Regions from separate parts of the Anser cygnoides genome. Here region 2 is linked to region 1. The links are chromatin contacts, called in public Hi-C maps. All regions are on one chromosome and are shown on one strand. Each heading gives the region's core, a stretch centred on a gene start, on an enhancer-like site or on the middle of the called end of the contact. The rest is flanking DNA. Distances are from core to core; before and after follow the strand shown. Region 1 holds the start of SHPK (sedoheptulokinase). Region 2 holds the start of AKAP10 (A-kinase anchoring protein 10).

What was found. A called contact is a pair of places that touch in the nucleus more often than the background predicts.
Region 2: a Hi-C map of liver shows a contact between it and region 1, with 1.6 times the contacts expected there. The contact joins the promoter of AKAP10 here to the promoter of SHPK in region 1. A contact is called at or near these places in 2 of 7 Hi-C or Micro-C datasets (both in liver).

Annotation. Positions count from the first base shown.
Region 1 is chr18:9,029,269-9,035,142 of Taihu_goose_T2T_genome, reverse strand. It overlaps SHPK (sedoheptulokinase), which reads right to left and starts at 3,401. Exons shown (of 7, transcript XM_066979756.1): 1 at 3,320-3,401. The coding sequence starts at 3,382. CTNS (cystinosin, lysosomal cystine transporter) reads left to right here and starts at 2,148. Exons shown (of 11, transcript XM_013196487.3): 1 at 2,148-2,292; 2 at 2,740-2,858; 3 at 4,124-4,202; 4 at 5,414-5,498; 5 at 5,589-5,692. The coding sequence starts at 2,756.
Region 2 is chr18:9,175,034-9,180,907 of Taihu_goose_T2T_genome, reverse strand. It overlaps AKAP10 (A-kinase anchoring protein 10), which reads right to left and starts at 2,288. Exons shown (of 15, transcript XM_048074253.2): 1 at 2,091-2,288. The coding sequence starts at 2,112.

The sequences.
Region 1 (5,874 bases), core at 2,152-4,651:
ATTAGGACTCACTGTATTTATTAAACAAGGCTACTCTAGTCAGAAGTGAAGAACAGAACTCATTTAGGTTAATAACATGCATTACAGTAACATTCACTACTAAATTGAAAGAAAGTTTGCAAAAAAAAACCAACAAAACACAACACACACAAAACCCCCAAAACAATACTAGCAAGTTGAGAATAAGTAACAGCATCTTAGACCGAAGGCCGTATAATCCTTGACTTATTTTCTTAAGACACTACTCAAACACACCTTTTAAAAAATCCATTAACGCTCACCACATACTTTCATTAGCTCAACTTCTGCATTGCTCTTTTTTTTTTTTTCCACAGAGGATTATCCGCATGTTCTCAGTTGCACACAGATTCATGTCTCACAACCTCCTAAAGCCTCTACGCACTGTTGACTTGGATGATGCTGATACTTCATTTCTAGATACTCTGTTCCCAGAACTGCCAAGCAAACTGCACAGATCTACTCAGTAAACTGACCAAGCCCTGCCACAAGATAAGCTGCATTACAGCTTTCACCCTTTTGAAAATTCAGACCACTTTGACAGACCAGAACAAAGATTATAAGCAAAAGTATTTACATATATCCTACACATAGCTGTGAACTGTTGTGGGCATGTGTACTTCTAGCTGCATAAACGTGACTGTAGGGAGAAGCATTGGCCTGTCCAGTATCTTCGCTCAGAAATGAGTCCCTGGAAACACTACAATACTAGGCCACAGGAATGTTGATACATAATGTTTATGATTTTGATTCATTCTTTATTTGATTGAACAACATAATTAACCTAAAGCCCTTTAACAGGAACATACGTTCCTGGTTATTTCCACAGGGAATTTCCAGTTACGATTCCATCTCACGTTAAAGTGCAACATACCCTTTAAGTTGGCAAGTGGTTGCTGTTTCCTGAACTGACAGCATCAAAGACAAAGGCATTGTTCATGGAAGAATAGTTTTAGATTGTCTTGTGACATCTTTGAGGCCATAATGGAAGCAGAAGCAGGCTTTCTGCAGGTCTGTACGTTCTCAGAAGATAAAGTTGAGCTTGGGCTGCCATCTCAGGAATGTGGGAGGCTCCAGCAGTGGCAATTAGTTTGACTCAGTGGTGCCACTTATGGAATGTTCCTGGCAGGTGCCTCCATTTTGAAAAGAGGTAAGAAAAGAGGGAACAAGTTCCTAAGAGTTATTATTCACCTAACAAACCCATTGACTCCAGTACTATCCTAATTTGACATGACTATTTGAGTACTTAACCAGCAGGTTTTCAAAAGCTGTGTCTTTCTTAAAACAGCTTTACTTGGCTTTCTTGAACAGAAAACAGATAGCATTTTAATTCCCATTTCAGACATCCAGACACACATAGCAACCATCTCTGTCACTCTACGCACACACACAAAACAAGCCCAAACAACCAAAAAACCAACCAAACAAGAAATCTGTCAAAGTCAACATAACGTAGCAAGACAACCCAACTGCTACAAGGCAATGCCACTATCCTGAAATCGCTGGCAGTGCTTTCTGCCACCCCTTACCTGCGGTCCAGCTTCCAGGCTGCTGGTGTGTGCCTGTGTCTCCCTGGAGCAGCTCTCTGCCACCACATGCCCTCGCTCTGTCCCTACCAGCAGGGCAGCCTTAACAGACGTCGTGCCCAGGTCTATGCCCAGCACGCAGGATGCCTCGCTGCCCGCCATGGCCCTGGCGAGTTGCCTTCACCTCCCTCACACACACAAGTCTCTCTAGGCGGTAGTCCGACCAACATCCACTGTGTTGAGCCCTTATGTTGTTCCTCGCTGCCTTTGAAGGAGCACCTGCCCTAAGAGGGCACAAACAACACAGGCTACTGCTACTGCTCCAGCAGCGTGCAGGGACTGGGGTGACTGGGCAAACTGGGCCGAGAGAGAGCCTGGACTCTGCCCTCTGACTGAAAACGTCTCCCTTCAGCACTTGAGCAATGCCCCTCCATCTTGAGAGTGGCAAAACCATCCCTTCCCCAGCCCTCCCCAGCGTCCTTTGCAACTTGGAACAAAACTCCAGCGAGCAGCTGAAGCACCGAGTCCCCCCCCCGGCCCTCAGCGACCCCTCCTCACAAAGCCGCCAGCCCCAGCTCGGCGCCCGCCCCGCTCTGCCACACCCAAGATGGCGCCTGCGGGCGGCCACAGCGGCGCACACGCGCGAAGGGGGCGTTAGGCGGGGAGGCGATAGGCGGCCGCCTCACGTGAGGAGCTGAAAAGGGAAGAGCTCGGGGTGCGTGGGACGGAGTTGCAGTGCTGAAAGGAGGTAGGTGTTTTTTCCCCGTAGTGCCGCTTCCTTGGTATTAGCGTGCTCTAAGGTGTGGGATGGCGTTGCCTCACCGTACCTTCTGAGGGGAGAGTGTTGGGGACTACAAGTCCCAGCGTGCACCGCGCCCCTTCTGCTGCAGGTGGGGAGGGTGGGGGGCGCAGTGGTTGCTGAGATTTGTAGTCCTGCGAAGTGGGGGATACCTCAGGGGACGGTAGCAGAGTGGCAGGAGCAGGATAAGCTTTGAGGGGGGAAGACTGTCAGGGGAGCGTGGGCAGACAGAGGCTGAAAGCCCAGTGTCCTTTGGAGAGTGCTGAGGGCCCTTCAGCCAGGCTGGGCCAGGGGCTGTGGTGCTGAGGAGGGAGCCATTTTGCAGTGGGGAACAGGCTGGTACCCACTTAAAGTTTGTAGGACCTGAGCAAGGCCTTCTCCTCGTTTTTTCTGCAGCTCTGCCACCATCAGGATGAAATATCTGTTCCCTCCTCTACTGTACCTCATGCCTATGCTGCTGGGGAGTGGTGGTGTTTGGTCATCCCTGCTTGGGCCTGCAGACCAGTTCCAGAGTGGTAAGAGGTGGACAAGGGTAGCTCCTCAGTATCCCCAGTCATCTCCCTCTGGGGAGATCTGTGCCATGTTGCCCATCAGCTCTTCTTTCACATGCTGCCTTTGACTTCATGTGCTCATACTGAGGCACTCTAGTGACAGATGGAGCACTAGGAGAGTGCAGACACTCCCCTCAGTTGAAGGAGGTTAAATACTGACTGGTGCAGTCAGGGATGAACTAGGGAGCTCTCCTGCATTTAAGTAACTTCTTAAGAATGCTGTGTAATATAAGGTAACAAGAAAGATGCTCGTCACTGCAGATAATGCCTATGTAACTTCCTGCAAGAAGTAGCTTTCATATTTGATTCTTATAAAGAAAATGTTTTCCACTTCTTTCCAAATATGTCTGCTTTCAGAAGGCAGACAGTACTCAAAACTGTTATGTGAGGATGCTGGCAGTGTAGGGATTCACGGTTATTCTTACCTCAGAGGCTAACTGCTGGTGTTTGCTACTTCGCTGTATCCAGCCCATGTATTTCCAGTTCATTATTTCAGTTCTAGCTTTCTTGAACCCTACAGTTCAGGAGACAAAATAGGGTGTCCATTACCAAACATAATATTAAAAATAATAAAAAAAAAATCAGGGCAACCTCTTTAGTGCTCTTTTTCTGGTCTTAAATAGATTTGTTGTTCTTATCTGTCACTTTTGACCTTTAAACGTACATATAGTAAAAGACTTGGATTCCAAAATTGATGATGCATGACAGGTTTATGGTTTTGATGTCAATTGTATTGGCGTTGTAATATGACCCCCTCTCAAAACATGACACACTATACCATAGCTGTACTGTTGCAAAGCGTGCCCTATAACAGCGATACTTCTGACCACTATAGCAAGGCACTTGTGATTCTTGAAGTATTATAATTGTAAATATACGTTATTTGAAACATCTGGGGACGTGAAGAATTTGTCACTCAAGCAGTAACTTTAAATTTTGAGCATTATGACTTCCAAGTTACTGGGATCGTATCAAGAAACAAGTAGTGAGTTTTAAGTATTCTGTAGCTTTGTCTTGGCACAAACTCTTGCTGCAAATCAAATATTTAAATTGCTTCCTTGTAACTTGTTCAAGTGGCAGTTACTTAGTTCTCCTTTTAGGTTGTTTAGTTCCCTTGAAATAAGCAGTACTCCCTTTGCTGTTTGGTGAAAGTGTACTGGTGTTGTGTTGTTTTTTGTTTTTAATCTGACACTCCAGGTAGTAATGGACAAATTTTTATTTCCTCCCAGATGGAGTCATTGTATTGTCTGTCCCAGAAGTGGTTTTGTTAGAAAATGGAAGTTCAACAAATGTCACGATATCTCTGAGGTAAAATCATGGTTACAACTTTTTCTCTTTGAAATAAGGAATAACAAGAGGGTAAAATGTAGCTATATAGTTAAATTTCCCTGCAGACTTGGATACCTTTTTTATACAGAGGGACTTTTACCTGTGTGTGACTGGCTACTTCTAGACTGGTAAATCACTTAGTGCCAGTTTGGACCAAGACAGTGCAGCAGTCTCTGAAATGGCCTTGTATAGTTGGTCTCCGGTAATATCCCATGCCATTTGTATGGGAAGTCAAGCAGGAAAAGACATTTTATACTGTCTACCTTGTATTAGCTTACTGAACTGTCTTCCATATGTGAACCTGCAGCTTCTCTATTTCTAAAAACCGATGCTTGAGAGGAACTTGCACTTCTTAGAAAGATCACAAAAAATTACCAAGCAAGCAGAACTCACCCTTTCTAGCAAAGAAAGGCAGCTACCCCAGACTAGGGGCTGATACATCCTAGTCATATTGTTTAATACAATGCACTGCTTAGCCGTGTTTTTGTTGTCAGCCTCTTGCCAGGAAAGAAGCATTAAATACTTAGACTTTGAGATCCCAAAGGTAGGGGTGTGTGTGAAGGGAACAGTCAGATGACAATGTAAGAATTGTGACAAAGGGGGAAATAGCAAGACATGGCTGCAACAGTCCAGAACTCTTATTTCTGCAAAGTTGTATGTAGTACTGTGATCTCCTTCATGGAGAAGTACAGGTGTTTGAACCTTAGGATAATCTACATATGGCTCTGCAACTAAACCTCCTGGACAAACGCTTAGTGGAGCCCTGAGGGAAAGCTTTGCAGGGCTATTTTACTTGTGTTTGTTTTTAATCTTGCATTATGGCCATGATTTCTGCTTGTCATCACCCCAGTACATGTCCATCATTTCTGCCCCTCTTAGTCTCCAGAATCCTACCATTGTAGGATTTTGCTGTAATGCTCTTCTCTGCCATTTGTGTGGGGTAGAGGGAGGCGAAATGTGGGTATGTAACTGTTCAATGCCAGTCGCTTTTTCAGTTAAAAGAAATAGTATAGTGCTAACAATCTGGTGTTGGTGTTCCTCTGAGTACTACATCGGTACTGTACTGTTGTGTATGGACTGCTGACTAAATTTGCTACAGCTGTGTGGAATTAGTAGATACTTTCCCACAGACCTGAAGCGATCTTTGTGAACTCAGGCACCAGTCTAACTCGGCTCGTCTGTCTTTGCAGGGCTCCATTAAATGAGACACTGGTGATAACTCTTAATATTACGCACTCATCAAAACACAGCACCATTGTTGAACTACCTGACAAAGTAAGTGACAGAATAGACTCCTGACCTTATGCAAAAGCCTAGAGCTGGTATGGTGCAACTCTCCTTTTTTCCCTCCACTTTGCCTTGCAGGTGCATTTGCCTGCAGGTCATACCGAGGCAGACTTCCAAGTGAAAGCAGATGATGTTGGACAAATAACAGTTTATCTTTATACCAGTAATTTCAACTTAACTGGGTGAGAAACTGGTTTTTAATTCTACTTAGTATCCTACTGCTTCATAAACTCTGGCATAATTATTTCCTCCCTATAGTTAAGTAGTTGCTGGGACATGGACAGTATATAATTGAGAAGATGTAGTGACCCCCCAGTAATCCCCGAGGTATTCAGATAAATATAAAGCATAGAAGCAGAATGGT
Region 2 (5,874 bases), core at 1,039-3,538, 150 kb before region 1:
CCGAGCTTCAGCAGAAGGGCCCTCCACACACCTATTTTCTGTTCCAATGTACTTGTTCCTTCTCACCAACTTGTCAGTTCCTCACTGCCTTACTACCTGCTTACTACCAGTAATACAAACTCCCGGGCCACACCGTAACCTCTTTGTACAGCGGCTTCTTTTGTCACTGCCAGCTTCAAGCAGAACAAGATTAAGGAGCACCAGCAGAGAATAAAGGAACACTGCTGTACGTGAGGAGACCACGGGGGGGTGAAGCTCCACTGAAGGAATTTACTTTCACTTTCCTCACAAAAACGGATGTCATTTGGTCTGCGTGAAGCCAGACAGATAACTGCGGTACACAACTACCGAGACCCAGAGGTCTGTGACAATTTCCAGTAGCGTTGCCCTGTTGTGAATGGGGTTTGCATCAGACCACAAGAGATTTGAAAATGTTGATTCATTCATATCTTGAATGACAGAAGGATGAAAGAAAGACAGAAGGATGAATGAGCCCAAGCTGCTCACGCATGTACATGTAGGAAAAGCAACACACAACTTCAGAGGTCAGCCAGCTGGTAGGACAGCGTACATCATTTCCAAAACATCCCCCGTGAATGAGCATGGAGTCCGACTGTTCTCACTGATAACGGCTCCATAATCTGCCCTCAAGCCCCTGGCTCCTGGCCAACTGTTATTATTTCTCTACTGATTATCCAACCTCAGTTTTATAGACCTTTATTTTAGAGACCATTCTAAAAAAAATGCTTCGCTGTATTTTTGAGACTTTTCTACAGGTTAGTAGCTCTAGCATCCTTGCTATGATTTCATTTGTAAACAACTGTTATAATCTTTACCCAATATTGTATCTGCTTAAATAAGAATAATCCAACCCAAAAACACTGACACTTTTGGCCAGTGTTGGACTGCATGTGTCTAGTCTACAGAGGTTTAGCATAAGCTTTTAACTGTCAATTTTCTCCCAGCTGCAGTTTAAGATTTTCTCTAAAAGTCAGTGTCTGTAACAGAGATACACAAAGCAGTATTATTTATGTACAGCCCAGATGAGAGCTTACTTTTCTCCTCCCTTCAGCAGTGCCTCTGTTGGGCATTTAGCTCTGACTGTGCTTCTCTGACCAAAGATGCTTTAAGCAAAGCTCCAGATACCCAGTCAGACACTTCACTACCTTCATGAGAAAGTTTTCACCAAAGCTCACGCTGTTCCTATGGTTAAGCATCAGGAGGGAACATCGGCTCCACGATTCTTTTCATCTACAAAGCAGCAGAAGCTATTTTGGAGCAGTTTGTTTATAAGCAGCATGAAAGTTTTATTCTGCAGCTCCATATCAGTACATAAACAGCCCCAAAAGTCATTAAACACTTGCAAAACCCTCAGCGAATTTCAGGAAGCCTCCATCGCTGCTAATACGAACAGAAGCTTACACTCTCCGCCAAAAACGAAGTTTTTAGCACTGCTACTTCAGCTCAGAAAGCTTACAACAGAACTTGTCAGTCGAGTGCAGAAAGGTCTGCTCAGATAACGCGTTATTCCCCCCAGCTTACAGCCTTATCTCCCAGGACGTACAGTTTGAGTTGTAGAAACCGAGAGAGCGCTTTGGGAGGGCGTCGCATCGCTGCAGAGCGGCGGTCACGCTGCTGACAGCGGAGCTGCCTTCCCAAAGGGCCCTTCCTAAGCAGGGCCACTTCCAGCGAACCCCCGGGGCCCGCACACCGCGCACCCGGCAGCGCACCCCCGCGCGTTTCATCGCATCGCTGCCGCCCCGGTACCTCCGGCAGGTCCCACGGCCAGCGACCCGCGCCGAGCCGCGCCGCAGGACCGCCCGGAGCACTCGGGGCTCCTCATTCCCGAGCCTCCCGCCCGTGCCCCTGCAGCCGCACCGCCACCGACGAACCCCCTGCCGGTGCCTCCCCCGGCGTTTCTACGAGGGGCTGGGCACGGCGCGGCTCCCCTCGCGGTTCGGGCTGAGGCCCCGCAGCACGCGGCCCCCCTCCGAGGCCCTTCCCCCGCCCGGCCGAGCGGCGGCTCCCGGCCGGCCCCGGCCCCGGCGCTGAGGGCCCCTGAGGGCCCCGGGGCCCGGTGCCGGCCCTACCTTTCCGCCTGAAGAAGGACATGGCGCTGGGCAGGGGGCGAGGCGGCCGCCGGGCGGGGGCCGCGGGGGCCGCGGGAGCGGGCAGCGAGCCGGGCCCCTAGGAGCGGGGCTGCGCCCCCCGCCCGCCGCCGCCGCTCCCTCCGCCTCTTCCTCCCGCGGGGCCACCAGCGGCCGCCATGTTGTCAACAACCGCCCCGCTCCCTCTTCCGGCCGGCCGGCGGCGCGCGCGGCACGACGGGACGCGGCCGCGGCCCCCCCCTCGTTCGACACGGCCGCGGCGGCGTCAGCCCGCTCGGCCAATCCGCGGGGCGCGGCGGGGCGGCCATCTTGGGTGAGGGCAAGAAGCTGCTGAGGGCGAGCGGCGGCCGGAAGCCATCTTTGGTTAGGGCGAGGGGCGCCCGGCGGACCGAGGCGCCATCTTTGGTGAGGGCAGGAGGACCCGGGGAGCTCGGGGCCGGGCCGGGCTTCGGTCCCCTGCGGCCATCTCGGGCCCGCGAAGCGTAGCGTGTGGTACAGCTGCTTTACAAACGCTGTTGTTGTAACTTCTGGTTCATGTATGGTGAAGCCGAGACACGGCACCAGAAAGCAGCCGTCCCACAGTCCCACAGCCACCCCTACCGCACCACGACCCGTCCGGCCGCCTGCCGTTGGCGTTGCTGTGAGCGCGGGGGGAGCGGCTGGGGGCAGCGAGGGGCAGCGGCGACGAGCACGGGACAAACGGCGCCATGGCAGCGGGCAGGAACGGCCTGCCCAGACACACAGCTCGGCCCGGGTCCTGTGCAAACTCCCTCGTTCCGGGGCATTTCTGCCTCACCGGGGCTGGATCCCAGTGGCCTTGTTGCGCGGGGCCCTGTTGGCGAGGCAGCGCCACGAGGGGCCCGAAACGGACCCCACGGGTTGTGCAGGGGCCGCGGGAGGCGGCCGCATCTCTCCCGTTCCGTCGCCGTGTCGGGATGGACCAGTGCAGCGCCGTCCCTCTGCGCTGTAACTGTCCTGCTGCCGGTGTTGGGGCCATAAGGAAATTATGTAATTAATCACTGTGTGGATTCCTGGAGCATCTTTCATCCGAGTGCTCCAAAGCTCTTTACAAACACTCATTAATTAAGACTCATAAACTGCATAAAAGGTATATGGGGATCTCTTTGGGACTGAAATGAAGCCATCTCAGGGGCACCATGTTGCAGCTGATTAACACCCTACAGCAACTCCATTATCTCTTTTAATATTATTTTTGCTAACTGATGCTCTTTGATACCTTTTTGTACACATGCCCAGAGGCTGGTTTGAGGAAGTCTTTTTTTTTGCATAATGAGCTGAATTATTTAATTGGCACATACCCTAAGAGGTTGATAAACTAAAATATTCAAAAGGTGAGCAAATTTGAAAGAACGGGCTAAATCACATAGGGAACATTAACATCTGCTGTCAAAAAATCTTTGCACCCAGACCTCTACAAACGTGTATAACAACCTGCAGTACAAAGGCAGTGCTAATACGACCGGTCTGATCCTCCAGTATGCTGCACACAGACTTCTCCTTTCTGTGTGACGCTGTGTGGTTACAGGGTTGAGTTAGCAGACCAGGCTGTAAGTTTCAATTTGTGTGCAGGGGTTGAAGCAGCACACGACGTATTGCAGAATCCTGGTCTCACATGCTGGCTGAGTTGCCATTGGTGGTAAATTTCCCGTGGAAGTCTGATCCTTTTTCTGACCTTACGTACAAGTCTTCTACCGCCAAGCCCAAACATCGCAACCAGCATAGCTCCTCTGGCTGAGCAATGGGAGAAGGAGGCAAGTTTTCTACAAAACAGGTTTGTTTGGCTATGCCTATCTGCTTCAATTAGCCCAGACCCTTTCATGCTGGGACACGCAGTCTCAGGAGAATGCACTGCCAGCTGTGAAGTGGCGATTGCTACCATCGATAAGGCGAGGCTGTCAGAAACCTGGCCAGCTGGCAATGTGATTTTTGGGTGGGTGAATTGAAGGTATCCCTCATCGCACTCAATGAGAAAGACCTTCTATTTTGCAATTAATTTTCAAGCAGCAGCTCCTTTTCCAAAAAAACTAATCCAAAATCTGTCAAAGGCTTTGGGATAATTCAATTATCTTTGTATGAGATCCTAGATAATTGATGAAACCTCAAGCTACAAGTATGTTTGGCATGAGTTATGTTTGCTGGACTGAAATTATCTCCCCCTTTTGGGAAAATGCAGAAGGGCTGAAGCTCCAATCCACAGCTCATCACAGCCTCAGACCGTAGAGACCTGAACTGGAAGCACGAAAAGATCAGGTTCTGGAGTTTTTAACAGATTTTAACAGAATGTGACAGTTTAATTAACTGAGTAATCAGTTGAAATACGACTTCAGGACACATAGGTTGGCTGACATCAGAAAAACTGGAAGACACTTCCCTAAATTCAGGTATTCAAAGAAAAAATGCTTCATTGCTTGGTGATTTTCCCCTCTCCATAGATAGGAAAATAGGAAAATAGGAAAAAAATAGGAAAATAAGCAGACTTTGTAAAGATTTAAATGGGATGCACTTGTTTGGACAGAATTAATAAAGCAGAACAAGACTTTTTTGAAAGCTTGGCGTCTTTGACTCACAGATAATTAATCACAGAGAACTGCTCTGCTCAGCTGCAGCATTCAAAAAACCACAAATGTACAAATCACGTTAGAGACTTTCTGATGCTCACATCTTTGGGACAGAACAGTCTGTTCATTTATTTACACACGTTTACGTGGCGTTGGATTCTATCTCATATGTAGACTTCTCACTACTTTGGGAATACAATAACAAAAATGTATATCAATATGGGGTTTAACAGCCTAGATCTTATTCTGCAATCAACAGTAATGCCCAAATTTTTTAAGGAGTCAAAGATGCCTTTACAGTAACACAGAACAAGCTTTAAAATCACATATTCTTAAATATTGCCATTAGTATTGTTAAAACTGTTAATTCAAATGAATTAAATATCTCAGATGAATTTGCAAAATAAGCAATACAAATATTAATCACTAAGAATCCAAGAATTAATAGTGAGGAAGAGTGGGAAAGATGCTGCACTCACATATAATGGTGCACAACAGGACTCTGTAAAAGCTATAAAATCAAGAAGACACGACTGATACAGCAACTTCAATTACAGTCTTGTCTTTTTCTTTCTTTCTTTTTTTTTTCTTTTTTAATGGGAAAACAAGTGGCTGCATGCGCACATAAAATTCATTGCAAATTTCAGTGTGGCTGACCTCAGTCCATTAGCCTTAATGGGAACGGGAGGGTTGATGCTGCCTTCTCAGATGTGCCGACGATTTCAAAGAAGGGAATTATCCTGTATCCCAGCCAGGCAAAAATTAACCGATTTTATTAAAACATTGCAATCCCTTCTCGTCTCCTTCCACTGAGCACATGCTCAAGGAGAAAGCCTTGCTGCTCCATGCCTGGAGGTTGGGTTGCCCAGAGGGACTCTTGCACAAATAAGGGGCAAGGGGCTCCTGCCTGACTCGCAGTGGGTTTGTGGGTGGTCAAAGCCTGAACCATGCAGTGTGATGCAGAACACAGTGAAAAAAAATTAGCATCACTCACAGCAGGATGAGCTGCAGCAGTGACTTGCTGATGAAGATCAGGGCATCTGAGCTCTGGGCAAGGAGCACTGCACAGAAGCAAAGAAAAGGGAAACAGAGAAGCCCTCACATCAGTTTCACAGCTTTTCCCAGGCCCAACACTGCTGCATGAGTTTGTTCCTTGATGCTTTTGCAGGGCTTTTGTCCCACTCTGG